Regions from separate parts of the Mus musculus genome. Here regions 1 and 3 are each linked to region 2. The links are chromatin contacts, called in public Hi-C maps. All regions are on one chromosome and are shown on one strand. Each heading gives the region's core, a stretch centred on a gene start, on an enhancer-like site or on the middle of the called end of the contact. The rest is flanking DNA. Distances are from core to core; before and after follow the strand shown. Region 1 has its middle 28 kb from the start of Gm31013. Region 2 holds the start of Adamts15 (a disintegrin-like and metallopeptidase (reprolysin type) with thrombospondin type 1 motif, 15). Region 3 has its middle 48 kb from the start of Gm31013.

The links. Hi-C and Micro-C count contacts between places; a contact is called where the count stands out from the background.
Region 1: a Hi-C map of uterus shows a contact between it and region 2. The contact joins the enhancer-like site here to the promoter of Adamts15 in region 2. A contact is called at or near these places in 5 of 39 promoter capture datasets (the SN4741 cell line, cranial neural crest, embryonic stem cells and 2 more), 11 of 484 Hi-C or Micro-C datasets (the HL-1 cell line, the MNK3 cell line, brown adipocytes and 6 more), 4 of 115 datasets of contacts at active chromatin or transcription factors (craniofacial prominence, embryonic stem cells, extraembryonic endoderm stem cells and 1 more) and 3 of 9 other capture datasets (adipose tissue, embryonic stem cells and pancreatic islet).
Region 3: a contact with region 2 is called in a Hi-C map of uterus, with 3 times the contacts expected there. The contact joins the enhancer-like site here to the promoter of Adamts15 in region 2. A contact is called at or near these places in 2 of 39 promoter capture datasets (the 3T3-L1 cell line and liver), 8 of 484 Hi-C or Micro-C datasets (the HL-1 cell line, dorsal root ganglion neurons, embryonic fibroblasts and 4 more), 3 of 115 datasets of contacts at active chromatin or transcription factors (craniofacial prominence, extraembryonic endoderm stem cells and kidney) and 1 of 9 other capture datasets (adipose tissue).

What each region holds. Positions count from the first base shown.
Region 1 is chr9:30,807,821-30,811,206 of GRCm38.p6, forward strand. No RefSeq gene overlaps it. Among named protein-coding and RNA genes, the nearest start is that of Gm31013, 28 kb to the left of the region's middle. Within about 2 kb of position 1,836, at least 36 of the 459 cell types and tissues checked have an H3K27ac peak or open chromatin away from gene starts, as enhancers often do. A contact at or near this core is called in adipose tissue, muscle stem cells and uterus, where this site is marked.
Region 2 is chr9:30,921,099-30,924,389 of GRCm38.p6, forward strand. Adamts15 (a disintegrin-like and metallopeptidase (reprolysin type) with thrombospondin type 1 motif, 15) reads right to left here and starts at 1,354. Exons shown (of 8, transcript NM_001024139.1): 1 at 183-1,354. The coding sequence starts at 1,139.
Region 3 is chr9:30,828,158-30,831,195 of GRCm38.p6, forward strand. No RefSeq gene overlaps it. Among named protein-coding and RNA genes, the nearest start is that of Gm31013, 48 kb to the left of the region's middle. Within about 2 kb of position 1,689, at least 9 of the 459 cell types and tissues checked have an H3K27ac peak or open chromatin away from gene starts, as enhancers often do. A contact at or near this core is called in adipose tissue and uterus, where this site is marked.

The DNA of each region.
Region 1 (3,386 bases), core at 586-3,085, 110 kb before region 2:
AAAGCAACTTATTTTTTTTTTAAAGTTTATGTAGGCTTGTGGTTCCAGAGGGATAGCACCCATAGTGATGGAGGAGAATGGCACTGAACAGAAAGTATGGCAAAAGAAACAGGAAGGTGAAGGCTCACTCTCAGTATTCGAGCTTGAAGGAGAGCAACTGGAAGTGGTACATGAGTCTTTAAACTCCAGTCCTGCTTCCAGTGACATATTACCCCCAAAGCCACATTTCCCAAATCTTCCAAATGCCAACAATAACCAAGGACCAAGTGCTCAAACCCATGATCCTACGGTAGACATTCTCATTCAGACCACCTGCGCTGCCTAGACTTTAGGTCGACTTGACACAGCCAGTATCTGAATTAAGAAAATGCCTCCATTGTGAGTAGCTCTATACCTGGCCTAGTGGCCCTGGGTTCTATAAGAAAGCAGTCCGAGCAAACCACTAGGAGCAAGCCAGTAAGCAGCACTCATCCATTGCCTCTGCATCAGCTCCTGCCTCCAGGTTCCTGCCCTGTGTGAGTTCTTAACCTCACTTCATTCCATGATGAACACTGCTGCAGAAGTGTTAAAGAATAAACCCTTTCCTTTCCAACTTGCTTGTACATGGTATCTTGTCACAACAATAGAAAGCCTAACTAAGACATTTGCACAAAAGGAAAGAGAGGGAGTTTGTAGTTTTTTTTTCAGTCTGGATGATTAGGCGATGAAGTATCACAAATGATACTGAGTTCATAATCAGTTCAGTAACTTCCAGCAGGTGAGAAAGCTCTGTCTGTTCAGACTGATCCCTAGCTCAGGTAAGGCTTTTTTATGCATCTTTCAATCCACTGAGATATCAGCTCTCAGCTGAGCCAGACATGGCTAAAATACCATGGAGCCCACAGAGGAAAGATGGCCTAATCTATCTTGTTTATCTAACCCCCAGAGCAAGCCACGCTGCGCTTCCCCACAGTGGCACTTCTGTAATTGTTGTATACAGAACAATACTCATGTTGGTCAAGAACTGTCACCATATCTCCACACCAAGGTTTATTTCTGCCCCAGCAAAGATGGGAGCAACACGTTTTTCTTCCAAGAGAAAAGAAAAAAATTTCAAAACATTGAGCACCCTTCTTCCCTGGGCTGTGTGTTCCTGGCTGGACTTATACATCGCTTACGTAATGGTGATGTGATTTATTACAGCAGCCCAGGGAGTTTCAGGAAAGCCAGAAATACCAGCCTGGAATGTGGGGCCCCTGAATCCAACACAGAAAAAAGAGGAGGGAGGAGTCAGTGGTGGGCTTCAGCATAGCTTCTGATTCAAGTGTCTAGCCCCAAGCCACTCACTGCCGTGCAGGTAAGGATATGCAGTACAGCTGGAGAGAAGGCTCAGCAGTTAGAGATAAGGAAGTATGTGCCAGCAGAGTGAAAGGGGCTGTGAGACCAGAACAAACTGAGGCCACGCTCACTCCTCCTGGTACTCTTGGCATCCCCCAGCTCTCTCCGAAGGTCAACCTCTGGTGGAGAACACAGCGATCCATCAAACAAACAGCTACAGTTCTGCCAGCGCTCGCCCAGAAAAATTTGCCACTTGCAGGAACTCACCCACAGGGAGCTAATTCTTACATGACTATCAGTGTGCTCTGTTTCATCTTGATCAGAGTTGTCGTCCATTTGTCAGTAGACAACGTTCGGCTGGCCCTCCTGTGCTCTGAAGCCTGGAAACACCGTCAAATTCTATCTAGGTTTCGATGATGTGAAACTTATTGGCACTCTTTCCCCCAACATATCCTCCAAATCATTCACAGGGGAGTTTCAGTGCTTTGGCAAGAAGGCTTAGCAGTTACACAGAGAAGCTTCCTCCAGACTCTGTCAAGTTCTCTAGTCTCTTTACTGCTTCCTCTACATCTTATCATAGATAACCAACAACTGTGTCCTTTATCATGTAAAGGGGGGATAGATGAAATATCCAATAAACATTTGGTAAATAGGACCACTGTGGGTGAACTTCTTCCCCATCCCTCTCCCTTTTCATCCCTCTTTGCATCTTACCCAGTGATGACTATACTCTGTGGGCTTCTAATTGAGATCTATCTCTGTTTCCTAAGCCTGGACCCATAAGCGGGTCCATCATCTCCTTATCAGACATTCTTAGAAAGGCCACTGAGGTGGATAGAAGCAAGCAGAAGTACTGGCATGCTGGCCTGACAACCTGAGCTTAATCTCCAGATCCCACAAACTGGCAGGAAATGACTGACTCCTGAGAGTTGTTCTCTGACCTCTACCCACACACCATGGCATAAGCACACACACACACACACACACACACACACACACACACACACACACAAGGAAACAAAACAAGTATCCTGGGGCTAGGGATATAACTCATCTGGTAGAGTGCTTGTCTAGCACAAACCAGACATGGCAGCTCAAGTCCCTGATTCCAGCAGCTGATGAAAGAAGCAGGATCAGAAATTCAAAGTCATCGTCAGCTACATGGGATGTTTAAGGTAAAATTGTATTATATGAGACCTGGTGCAAAAGAGAAAAAAAAAAAAAAAAAAAAAAGGTCTTGACCAGGACAGGAGAATCTCACTGCACCCACACCATGAAATCTCATTACGGTGCTTTCATTCAGTGGTGTTTATTGAGTACCAACCATAATTCAGGCATTGTTTTCGCTAAATAAAGTCTGACTCCAACAGAGTTTATGCCCTCGGCTCAGGAATTCAACAGTAAAGAGAAGGCAATAAAGAGCTAAAAGGAAAACTAACACAGACTGATGGCTAACACAGACTGGTGGAGGAGAGAGATGGCTTAAGTGAGCCTGTTCCCCCGCATCCCCACTGGTAGAAAGTTTCTTGCCTTGATATAGCATCCTACACTCCATCAGCATCATTGGGGGCTGACCCACATCATTTGCCTCTGCCACTAACTATTAAATAAGGACAAGGGCAGTTTCCATGTCTTCAAAATTAACCAAAGGAGTGGCCTTTGTGACATATCTGTTCATAAAGCATACTAAACAAATCTGGAATTGGAGAGAGCTGGGCCATCTCCTGTGCTCTGACTTAAGCTTGGACTTCTCCTCAGACAGCCTGGAGTTTAGTGAGCAGCTGACCCTTGAACTGAGAATCTGTTCCCGATAAAGACCTCAGGGGAAACTGACAGGATAAAGAGCTGACAGGGTCTGCTGAGGAATGCAGGCTTAGCCTGACAGTTGCTGGTATCTCTCACAGACTCCTCCTCTCCCAGCTGGCTTGCTAGTCATCTGGCCTATAGGCCAGTCTGGCAGTGATAACATTAAGATGCTATTAGGTGACCTTTAGGTCTCACAGCCAACAGACAAGCATAGCATTCTTGTGGACTGAGGCAGAAGATTCTCAAACATCCCAGAGGCATAA
Region 2 (3,291 bases), core at 104-2,603:
TGCTGAGCCTAGGAGAGGACTCTGTATAGAACTTCCAACGCTAGAATTCGAAAGGAACCAATTTAAAGGGGGCATTGGGTGGCACAAAGGGGCTTTGGAGATCTAAACTCAATGATCCAAAAAAAAAAAAAAAAAAAAAAAAAAAATGGGGTTGCATCCAAAGAGGTGACAGATGAACTCACCTGTCTGGTGAAGAGGATGGCTGTGTCCCAGTACTCAGGGTGCTTATCGCTCACTTTGTTCAGCTTTTTCTGCCAGGCACAGAAGTTGCGCAGAGTCAGGGCCGCGTTGCCTGTGACCTTGGGCCCAGTGTCACGATCTCCTAAGAGTAGCACCTTGACCACCACGATGTTGATAGGGTTGAGGATGCTGGGGTGGCGGTAGAGTCGCGCCGCCGTGGCCAGCAGCGTCAGTAGATAATGTTCCAAATCCGCGCCGTGAAACTTGACCATTGACTCGTCCGCCACCACCAGTGTCTCCACGTACCGTGGTATAGACACGAAGCGCTTGGCGCGCCCAGACCTGCGGCGGTTGTGGCTCTCCCCCGCGCCCGTCCGCCGTGGCTTATAAGGGTCCAGAGCCCTCAGGATGGCGGGGTTCCAGCCCGAGGCCACCCCGCAACGAGAGGTGGGGTCTCCGGAAGGCCCTACAGGAGCACCCCGGCGCTGGAGAAGGTGTGCGCCCTGGCTGTGACGCTGCGCCTCTGGCGCGCTGGTGTTGGGCAGAGGGCTAATGACATACTCCGCACCTCGGTAGCCAAAGGCTCCGCGGAGACCCCCGCATAGGCTCACAGCAGCAAAGGAGTCTGGCTCCGCGTTCACATACCCGGAATAGAAGCAGCGTCGCAGGTCTAGAGAGCTGCCAGTGAGCCTCTGCAGCGGGACACCTAGATACTCAGTAGCAAAGGCGGGAGCCAGGAACTGGGCATCTGGCGTCAGGTGTAGATAAAAGTCCTGCTGAAAAGCTGTGATCTGAAAAATGAGACCCTGATCCCCGGAGTCCTCCGTACCCCTCCTGTAGTAGTGGCGGCCATTGATGTCCGGGTCCCGTCGGATTGGAACGACCACCTCCCACTCTGGCTCGGAGCTGCCAGCAGGTCGCCAGGCGAGAGCCAGGATTGAGATGCCCAGTAGAAGCATGGCGCCGGGCCGCGCACAGACGCGCTCTGGGATGGGACTTAGCCCGGCTCCCACGGCAAGCACTGTCCCCTTGTAGCCCACACACCAACGCCCGGGACAATGGGCAGTTCCCAGAAAGGACAGCCAACCAAGTCCGCGAGACTCCTCCCAGAGCAGCGAGCGTGCACAGGGCAGCCCGCGCCTCCTACCTGTTCCTCCCTGAGCAAAGCGCGCTCTGGGAGCTTTAGTACGGTCGCTGTCAAGTGCACAGCCGAAAATTTGCCGTGGAGAAGTGACGCGAGGTGGCGGGCTGCTTCGCGAACCGCAGCCGCTAGCGGTGCAGCAAACTAGGCGCTGGGCGAGCCTATTAAAGGCCCCCTCCTCTTTGGACTGCCCAGTCAGCGCCCCTCCCCTAACTCCCCTCCCAGCCTCCCAGAGCTCGCTGCCTGGAGCCTCCAGGGGCCACTGGAGAACTCGGTCCCGCCTCCTGAGCAAGAGCCACTTGGCGGGGAGGGAGTGGCGTTATGCCGAGGCAGGAGGCGTGGGCTGACCTAAGAAACGAACGCTGGAGCCTATTCACGTTTTTTGCGCTAGGTACCCCAGTGCGGAGATGCATCAGTTACTACTGCCTGGGTGGACATCTGTGAGCTCTCTGGGTCTTAGCCTTCCCAAGGCAGCTGGGTCCAGGAGTCTGGAACCAAGACAGCACTGACCTCTTTTTCCAGGCCCACCTCTTTCCTCCAGTTGCAACAACCCCCACCCTGCTTCTTAACCATCAAGTCTCCAAAAGGACCTCAAACCGAGGAGGGCCCTTTAAAGGTCCTAGTGTTGGGAGAACAACCTCCGAGAAACACAGCCAGCCCTTCTTGAACCCAGACCCCACACAGGCTGCCCTGTGGGGTTAGCACTGTGTTGGATGGGCTAGACAGACTGCCAGGTTTCAGTAATTCTGCCAGGCAGATGTTAAATGCAGCCATTATTTAAAACTAAATTACATAAGCTTATAATTAAATAAGTTATATTTTAAAATAAAGATGATAAACTCTCAAAACTCCATCTCTTCCTAATTATCTGATGGCTGCCTCTGGTCTTGAGCCACTGAGACCCTCAACCCTTCCCCCTCCCCCAAGCCCAAAGCTCCCAGAGAAGAGCAGAGGAAGATGGGAAAGCAAACAGCCTTCTACTTAGTATCTCCATCAACCCATACAGCCACATAGCAATTGGCTTTCAAAACAGGTCCTGGTGAAGTTACAGCTAATGCTGGTTATCAGGGCTTGAAGAGAGGAGGCAAGCCCTTAATAAGCATTTATTAGCATCCTAGTGCCTGAAAGAAATAGCCAAGCAAATGCAGGTTGTCTTCTAGCAGGGAGAGTCAAGGGACTGGTGGGCAATGGAAGGCAGGCCATGTGCCCTTAGTATGTATTTTGATCCTTACCCAAGTATAGGGCAAGGCACTGGAGTGGGAGAGTGGGTGCAGATCAGCTGGAGAAAGCACAATCACGTTGTAAAGTTGCCATCCAGCTTGGAGAGAAGGCTGGGCACCAACTGATACATCGTGGCACTAGACCTCAAGGTTCTCATATCCTTGCAGAATCTGGAACTGGAGCTATATAGCTCAGTGGTTCAGAGCCCTTGCTTGTTCTTGCGGAGAACCCAGGTTCAGTTCCCAACACCCATAGTGGCTCACAGAAATCCATAACTCCAGCACGTGAGGATCTGATACATTCTAACCCCTTTAGGCACAGGCACGCCCAGACACACATACAGACAAAGCAGTCATGTACATAAAATAAAATAAAATAAAATAAAATAAAATAAAATAAAATAGTCTGCAGAATTTCCCTTTTCCCCCTTCCATCAAAAAAAAGAAACCCAATAGAAGAAGGAGGCTTTCCTGCCTAATCTTTCTTGATAACCAGAAAAATCTTTGAAGAAACAAATTGCCCTGGCTTGCATTGGAAAGAGAACAGTAGGAAATAAGGAGTGTGACCATTTTAAGGATAAAGAAGGTGCTGAGAAAAGGTTGGGGAGTTGTATTGAGAAGTGGCTGCTCAAGGAAACAGGTTCCATTGTCCTCAGAAAGAGAAAGCTCATCAGGTCCACCACTGAAGAGCCTGTTATCTTCCCTCCATAAAGAACCTTAGACAGCCCTCCAGGGCCTTACAACAGGAAG
Region 3 (3,038 bases), core at 439-2,938, 93 kb before region 2:
TGGGAGATACCTATCCAAGCCATTGCCCTCCTTATGAGTTCCAAAAATTAAGCATATTATTCCATAACCCTCCCTAATAATACATTATATAGTTTATTCACAGTCACTTCCCTATACAGCTCAATGGTGGAAGCAATGCTGCCTCTGTTCAAAGAAAACCCATAGACAAATTGAACTTAGCATCATTTATCTGAGCAAAGAACTGAACCATCTGTGCACAGGCTAGCCCGCAGAACTGGAGGAGGACCTTTAGCTACAGGGAGAGTGACTTCCATAGCAGAACGCAAAAGCTTCATTGGCTGTAGCTAAGCATTTTCGCCAATCCGTTCCTAGTGAAAGTTAGATGGCGAATTCTGATTGGTAGTCTCTAGTAAGAGATTAGTTGGCAGTTTGGGATTGGTAACAATCTTGTTTTGCTATTTTCTGTGACCAATGGGCTTCATTTTTGCCCACAGCTCTGGCACCACTGTGGCCTAGTAGCTTCCTGATGAAAATTGGGAGTCCTGTTTTATGTTGTTTTCGTTGCTGCTGTTGTTATTGTTGGTGGGGGTGATGATGTGTGTTTATGTAGTCTATATGCACATATAGATACAAAAGCCTATGTGTGTACATTCAGAGGCTAGATGAAGATGGGGTCTCTCACTGAAGCTAGCTGGACTGGTGGCCAGCAAGCCCCAGCCCCTCCATTCTCCCTTCCAGAACACCAACAGTTCACTCATACAACACACTCACACCTTACATGCTAGAATCTAAACTCAGAGCCTCTCCCTTGCACTGCAAATACTCTTACCAACTGAGCTGTCTCTCCAGTCCCTAAATTGTCATCAACCACTATGCCCACCACCCCATCTTGGATGGCACCACAGTTCTCCCTCAACCCCATCCTTCAAGCTGAGCAGCCAGCAGCTATGGCATACTGATAACTCACTGATGGAGACAGCAGTTATCAGATGCCTGGAAGATAAACGTCCTGTTTTACAGAAGGCCTCTATGTTGCAATAATAGATTCCTGGCTCCTTGGGGTCATGGTACATAAAAAGTAAACTTAAACCACAATAACCAAAATTAAATCTTTGAGATCTTAAAAGAAAGCATCTTAAGTACACCACACATCAAAAGGAAAGCCAAAACTAAAGGCAACTAGGAGTGAAAGCCAAGTCTCCCCAGCCCCCATGTATGAAGTCAGCATAAGATTTTGAAAGAAATTGGCCATCAGTCCCTAAATGCAAACTGGATCTGAATTCTTCTAAGGTCACTGAGGCAGAACCTCTATGAGGGTGCAGAAGGGCCTCAGAGTTTCACAAAACTGTTGTGTTCAGTTTCCTCACAATGTTCCACAGGCACAGAACATACCAGGAAACCAACGGCAGTCACTTCCAGAACTTTGTAACATTTTAGAAGGACTGGACATGAAGTCTTGACCAAAAGGGTTCAAAAGGCAGCTCCGTCTCAGTTTATTCTTCAGTCAAACAGAACAGGAGGGAAGCCAAGGGCAAGGCTGGAGGGGGATGGGCGGCAAGAACAGTGAGACATACATTGAAATACATCTCTCTGAGTCAAAGAACCAGAACACTGGGTCTGCCCTGCTGGCCCAGGTCACCCAGGATCATCCAGCTGTCTTAGAGTTAAATGTTTTCCTTCCAAATCTACTGAATAGAAAAATCTGCATGTGTTGCAAGCTGGATATAATCTGTTTTCTTTCTTTCCCATGAGGGAGTTAAGAGCGTTGGAAAGGAGGCAGGATTAGACTAGTGGTATACACCCGTGATCTGACCATGTGGAAATGAGGCAGGAAGATCAGGGCCAGCCTGAGCTACATAGCAAAACCTATGTCAGAACAAATGGGAGTGGTAGTTTAAAGGAGAGGATGTAAGGACGTGAACAAGAGTTTCAGGGGGGCAGAAATAAGAGTTTAAATTGACTGACCAATACAAAATTCTAAAACCCATAAGAGCTATCCTAGAAGCTGGGTGCCCTTGTGCATACTATGCAAATGAACTACAGCCCCAGCTTTGTCTTGAGGTCTTTTGACTTTTCAAACACATTCAACAAAAAGAAAACTAACAACCTGTCGCGTCCACTCTCGACCAGCAAGAACGACACGACCACCAGTCCTTCTAACAACAGTTTATTCAGCACACTTCAGTCTTCATCTCTCTCGCTTCATCTTTTACCTCATCTTTCTCCCCCGAACCCCGGGCCTCTCACTCTTGTATACTCTCAGTCCTCATCCACTCACAGCAGGCCACGTCACCTCACCAGGCACGCAGCTTCAGCCAATCAGGGCGGCAGGGGCATGTCTCCACCAAATATGGACTTATTTAAACTGCCAGCATCATGGTGCACCTGTGCAGCTCTCACGATGGTCGTGGCTTATTTTCAGGTGTAAGAGGAAGTCAGGTGCAAGTCATAAGACTTAGCCGCAGTCCCGGGCACCATCTTGGGACTGCTGCCATACCTGCTCCTCACAACAACACAATTTAGAATGGGGAAAAAAGAAAAGAAAAGAAAAGAAAAGAAAAGAAAAGAAAAGAAAAGAAAAGAAAAGAAAAGAAAAGAAAGGGAAGGGAAGGGAAGGGAAGGGAAGGGAAGGGAAGGGAAGGGAAGGAGGGAAGGGAAGAAGGGAAGGGAAGAAGGGAAGGGAAGGGAAGGGAAGGGAAGGGAAGGGAAGGGAAGGGAAGGGAAGGGAAGGGAAGAAGGGAAGGGAAGGGAAGGGAAGGGAAGGGAAGGGAAGGGAAGGGAAGGGAAGAAGGGAAGAGAAGGGAAGGGAAGAAGGGAAGGGAAGGGAAGAAGGGAAGGGAAGAAGGGAAGGGAAGGGAAGAAGGGAAGGGAAGAAGGGTAGGGAAGGGAAGAAGGGAAGGGAAGGGAAGAAGGGAAGGGAAGAAGGGAAGGGAAGGGAGAAGGGAAGGGAAGAGGAGAAGGGAAGAGGAGAAGGGAAGAAGAGAAGGGAAGAGTAAAAAGAAGAGAAGCCTAAACACACACCTCACCAAAGAATGTAAGCCAGCAAAAGAAGCATATATGAAAAGAAACTCAAAATA